Regions from separate parts of the Mus musculus genome. Here region 1 is linked to region 2. The links are chromatin contacts, called in public Hi-C maps. All regions are on one chromosome and are shown on one strand. The core of a region is the stretch at or near the end of the contact, and the rest is flanking DNA. Distances in the headings are between cores, read along the strand shown. Region 1 holds the start of Sgcd (sarcoglycan, delta (dystrophin-associated glycoprotein)). Region 2 overlaps Sgcd (sarcoglycan, delta (dystrophin-associated glycoprotein)).

Region 1 (2,700 bases), core at 92-2,591, 370 kb after region 2:
CATCTCAACATCTACCCCTCTCCATTCAGTACTAACAATAGCCTCTTGGACCCGGACTTAAACTCACCCCGTCTTCTAAGAGAAGCAACCATAAGGTCTAGTGGCTCTGTGCTAATGACCTAGTATTCAAGGACTTTCCTCTGTTTTCCCTAGGCAGGCTCTTGCCCAAGTCTCCTCTGGACTTGCTATGGACTGATCACCAAGTTAGCCCTAAAACTGGATGGATGAGCTTTAGTCCAAACTTGTCTGAGCTGAGCTAAGCTCTTAAAGATAGTAACACTGCATGGCTTGTCTTCTAAATACATACACAGAAAGGAGCAATGTAGTAGTCCCAGGAAGGCTATTTATTATATGTATTACAATATAGTGTATATGTATTACAATATAGTGTACATATATGAGAAAGAACAAAAATTGAAGAGGAAAGGCAAGATTCTCTTCTGCTAAAAACTAGTCAACATTTTTAATGCACTGGTTTTAGGGAAAAATAAAACGGAGCAATCGATAGAACATTCACACTATTTGCCTCTATTCTTAACAATGATTTTTCAAAAATAAATGACTGTTTTATGCTATTGCTCTATTATCTGTTATAAAATATAGAAACATTTACTAAACTACAGGTTATTTCTTCCACCAAGTAAAAGGCAGAATAACAATCCAGCATATTTCTACACAAATATATTACTGCTACTCAAACCTCACATAAGAAAGTCAAAGACACATTCGAAAATTAAACACCAGGAAGCCTTACACACATCTGTTCCTACAAAAAAAAAAAAAAAAAAAAGTGTATTCCAAAATAAAAACTTCCAACTCTGATTCCCTCCAAAAGCAGAGAACGGTTTCCTGCTTGGAACACCCCCTTTAAAAATCCCTGAAGCATTCAAAACCGGAATGTCTTCATGGGAGATTATCTTTGCAGTCAAACGAGTGTCCCGTGAAGCAGAAAGGGAAACTTCCAGAGCGCTGGAAGAGGGTGTCAACACAGGAATCCACACACTTTTCCTTCCCCAGTGCTGTTAGCTGTGCAGTGCTAACTTTCAAAAGTGCCTGGGTGCTGTTGAAACTCAGATCTTAAGGGCCCTTTGCGGGCAGACAAAGCTTAGAAGCACCCAGTCCCTCTGCCCAGGTGATGAGCTGAAATGTGTTCATTCACACGTACACACGCGGCCTCTCCCCACCCCTGAATCCCCCAGTGTTGGTGAACGAACAGCAGACAGGGCTCAGGAAGCTAGGCTGGTAAGGCAAGAGCTGCACGGTCCCCTACCTCTCTTGTCTGTTTCACAGAGTGGCGGATGAGAGTCCCCCGTGGTCCCGGGGAAAGCTGAGAGGCTCTGATGGAGGCGGCCACTCAGCCCGCCCCCGTGAGCAGGCCCTGCCTGCGCTCAGGAGCTGCCCCAGTCAGATTTTCCAGCCGCACAACTGCAGCCAAGTCCCTGCCCATGCCTGAAGAATTTCCTGAACAGCATTCCCGCTCTCTCACTGCCTGCTTTGAAACCCTACTCTGCCTCTACTTCGATCCGGTTTTGTCAAGCTGACTCCCAGCTACTGGGCTGTCTCCAGATATCAATGGGAAACACGTGTGTCAAACACAGCCTAGCTTTCCTTGCAAGAGCGCTCATGGCGTCTGTCGGCTGGGTTCACACTCACAGAAAGAAGGCTGCTTCTAGAAACTGGATTTCCCAGACATTCTGTACACAAACTTTGCTCTGGGTACTAGATGCAGTAGACATGCCATCCCTCCCTCCCCCGACCCCCAGTTCAACATTGTCTCTTTGTACCTTGCCTGTTCCACGTGGATTGTGGAATTCCCCCACTGCCTGGGGTAAGCCCCCTGTGTTTCCCTCTTCCAGACCTTAATAACAAACCGACTGCAGCGAAGAGATATAAATTCTAACTCCATCTTCCTCTCTGGCCCTTCCTAAGTTTTTGCTTAAAATTTCAGTTGCTGGGGAAGCAATATTTTTAGCATTTCCAGTTCCGTCCTCCCAAGTTGTCTCCTCCACCTGATTCCTGCTGCATCTATCTCTGCAGCAACTAAAAATAATGCAATTATTTTCCTCAGACACTTCTGATACTTTTTGCTCTAAAGCTGTGCAGGTAACATGGTACTGGCTGTAACGTTTTACATGCTGTGACAACTCTGTTAAAGTGACAGGAAAAGAAAAGAACCTGGGACCAGAATGCATACTACATCTGTGAAGCTGTAATTTTCTCTTTCCTGGGTGGCATTCCCTCAAGATGTTGTGGGTACCTCCTGCTGGGTTTTGTGGTCTACCTTTGACATTTTCTCTTTCCTATCATAAAAAAAGGAGACAAATCTCAAAACACATGTGCTTCCAAAGGGAAGCTACCTATATCTGGTAAGCCAAAGCAACGTTTTCAACTTAATGTTCCAGAAAACAGGTTAAAGAGAAACATTTGGTGTATGAGTTTTGTTGTTTTGTTTTGTGTTAACATTTAAATCACACACATCAACATTTTTCTCTTTCTTTCCTCCTTCTTTTCCTCCCTCTTTGTTTGTTTGTTTGTTTGTTTCTGTCTTCCCATTTTCTTACCAGATTTAAAAACTATTTATATGTTCTTGAGTGGGCTGCTGTAGATCTTAGAACTCACTGGCGTTCAGGGTTTGGCATCAGATTGTGTTGAATCTTCTCAGCATAATTAAGTTTTTGCCTTGGGAAGCATGGTGGGCAT
Region 2 (2,700 bases), core at 7-2,506:
AAACACTCCCCAAAGTCCTGTGCCAATCCACTCATACCTTATTGGGTCTACACTCAATCTCAAATATGGTGTCTGATCTACCTGGTTCACCTTCAACAAGAACCTAGTTAGACGGATACTGTCTCTTCCTCTCCCTATGTTTCCATTCACTGACTCCCACTCTGCTATTTAAGTACAAATTTTTACTTATCCATGCTTACTTATCCATTCAGGGTAGAGCTCAATATCTCTACCCTCTACTTTATCTGATCCCTGTCGTCTTGAAGCTTTAGTATCATTCTACAGATGTTTATTGAGATTGGCTATGTATGGAGAATATAGCTAATTATTTCATGTAGTTTATTGCTACCCCTATTTTTGTACTTGAGGAAAATGAGTCTTGAAGAAATCAAACAACTAGCTCATATTATAGAGCTACATAGATACAGCTCTATATCCAAGGCCAAGCACTATGGCTCTAAAGTCATTTTCTCTCTCTTTCTTTCTTTCTTTCTTTCTTTCTTTCTTTCTTTCTTTCTTTCTTTCTTTCTTTCTTTCTTTCCTTCTCTCAGTGAAGAGAAGCACACAAACTGATGTCTAAACTAGCAGAAAGCATGTACTAGAAGAGATTTAGAAGGAGGTAGAGGGTTCAAGGTAGGTAGTAGGACCTTTAGCCCATAACTCTAGAAGCTTAGACATATTTCCCAGGAAGAAAGGAAAGGAGGCTTCTGGGCAACATAATTATGAGGATTTTGTGATAGATGTAAGTAGAAATGTAGTAGGTAGACAGATATGAGGCAAACCATCAGCGCTTTGTAGGCCATGAGCATTGTGGGCTCTTTCCTCTGAAGGGTATTAAGTAGGAAGTGACCTGGTAGGACTGCATTTAAGCAAGACAATCTGGCCTCAGGGTAGAGAACAGAACAGCAGAGCATAGAAGACAAGTATTCAGACATGAGAGGGCTAAAGATGAGGGAGGTGGTACCCAGATTCTTATCACTATGTTGTCAATAATTCAGGTTTATGACACAGGACAAGGAGTTAGACTAAACACGGGCCTCTACCATGGTATTATATGCACAAGGGATATTGGCACTTGCCCAGGAGAAGGGCATATTGGTATGCAGTAGCATCATGATCTGAAGCTAGCTAACTTTCAATTATTGTAATACTTAAGGCCTCTGAGATGAAATAAGTAGGATAGTATTCTATGTTTTTAAGAGTTGGCCATCTTCAAGATAGATTACATGAAGACAATGACTTAGACATGACTACAGTTGCAAAATGTAAAATTCTCAGGCCTTGACTCATATTGGGAAATGCATGCAGTAGTACCATGTAATGGTGGGAAGTGACAGGAAATAAGACAGAATTCTGAGACTAATTAGTTAATGAAAACAAGGAGGTACAGATTAATAAACACCAGTATAATTAAGAGTTGTTGTTGGTGAAGCAAAATGCCTTTTGTCTTCTCATTTTCAAAGCCTGGAAGACTATTAATCACTCTGTATTGTAAACACATTTGCCAATTTGTTGTAGCTGAATGCTGAATAGGCAGTGGGCCACGGGATGACTCCTTGGTTTGATATGCTAGGAGATGAGCCAACTGGAGAAAGATGTAAGACTTGCTATGCAGCTGGTCATCCTGGTTAGGACCAGGGCAGCCACTTTTTCAAATGTAATAGAAACAAGAAACTCTCATCTGCAGATAAAAGGACATATGGTAACTTTTTCTCATGTATAAGTCCATCAGAATCAGCTATCTTTGGGTTCCAGCTCACATCATTTCTTTATTCCTAATTGTTAGAGTATGAAGATAGCATGAAAAGCAGCTTGATGGATCATTTTGTTATGAATCCCAGAATCCCAGAATGAGGAAGCTGTAGCTGGGCCTTTTTGGATGAAGGGTTCCCTGTGACATCACTTCTAATGCACAATGCTTCTTCATCAGAAGCAACTATGCTTCTACATAGTTTAACTTCTTACAGTCCTCATTGTAGACAATACTTTAGAATCCCAAATGTTTCACTTGGTCTCATCTTATTGTCAGGTTTGCTCTTATTCAAGTTCTGCAGGTCCCATGTTTGGCCATTTCATAGCACATATAAGTGGCATTTCTGGCCTCAGTTACTATCTAGTATTCATTACTGACACTGCCCCTTGTGGCTGGGCAAAACTGACTTGTGACATCTGGATCCTCATGAAGTTAGATTATGCTGTTATGAGCACCAAGGACCTCAGCAGAGCACCAGCCCTCAAGCTAAACTGTATGGAAGAAAGGAGATCCACAAGTCTCTCCAGCTCATCCAAGAAGGTATGCTCAGTCTGGTTTCTATAGGATACTGGCTGCCGAGAATGGGGATCTGTCATTTGATGAAAGAACTAAAGAAAAACTTAAAAACACAACCACTTAAGTGCATCACTCTACAACTTTAGTACAATATATACCTATAGGTACACACACGCATACACACTCCACCACCACCACCACTACCACCATCAACTTATGGGACCATATCACCTGAAATAGCATGCAGCAATAGTATTTTCCTGTGACATAGTTCTATCTTACTGCATTGTTCAGAAATAACATAATAATGACGGATCATCTTACCCAAATGTCACATACAACCCTAAACCAGTGCTTGGTGCCTGGTCATTCAGAGTTGCACATATTCCATGTCAGATAACCGCCAGGGCTTCCTATAGTCACTAGGCTTT

The links. A called contact is a pair of places that touch in the nucleus more often than the background predicts.
Region 1: a contact with region 2 is called in a Hi-C map of adipose-derived mesenchymal stem cells, with 3 times the contacts expected there. The contact joins the promoter of Sgcd here to the enhancer-like site in region 2. A contact is called at or near these places in 5 of 484 Hi-C or Micro-C datasets (the HL-1 cell line, adipose-derived mesenchymal stem cells, cardiomyocytes and 2 more) and 3 of 115 datasets of contacts at active chromatin or transcription factors (the HL-1 cell line, cardiomyocytes and embryonic fibroblasts).

The regions. Positions count from the first base shown.
Region 1 is chr11:47,377,984-47,380,683 of GRCm38.p6, forward strand. It overlaps Sgcd (sarcoglycan, delta (dystrophin-associated glycoprotein)), which reads right to left and starts at 1,342. Exons shown (of 8, transcript NM_011891.5): 1 at 1,271-1,342.
Region 2 is chr11:47,004,120-47,006,819 of GRCm38.p6, forward strand. The region is part of intron 6 of Sgcd (sarcoglycan, delta (dystrophin-associated glycoprotein)); the gene reads right to left. Among named protein-coding and RNA genes, the nearest start is that of Timd4, 190 kb to the left of the region's middle. Within about 2 kb of position 1,257, at least 9 of the 459 cell types and tissues checked have an H3K27ac peak or open chromatin away from gene starts, as enhancers often do. A contact at or near this core is called in adipose-derived mesenchymal stem cells, where this site is marked.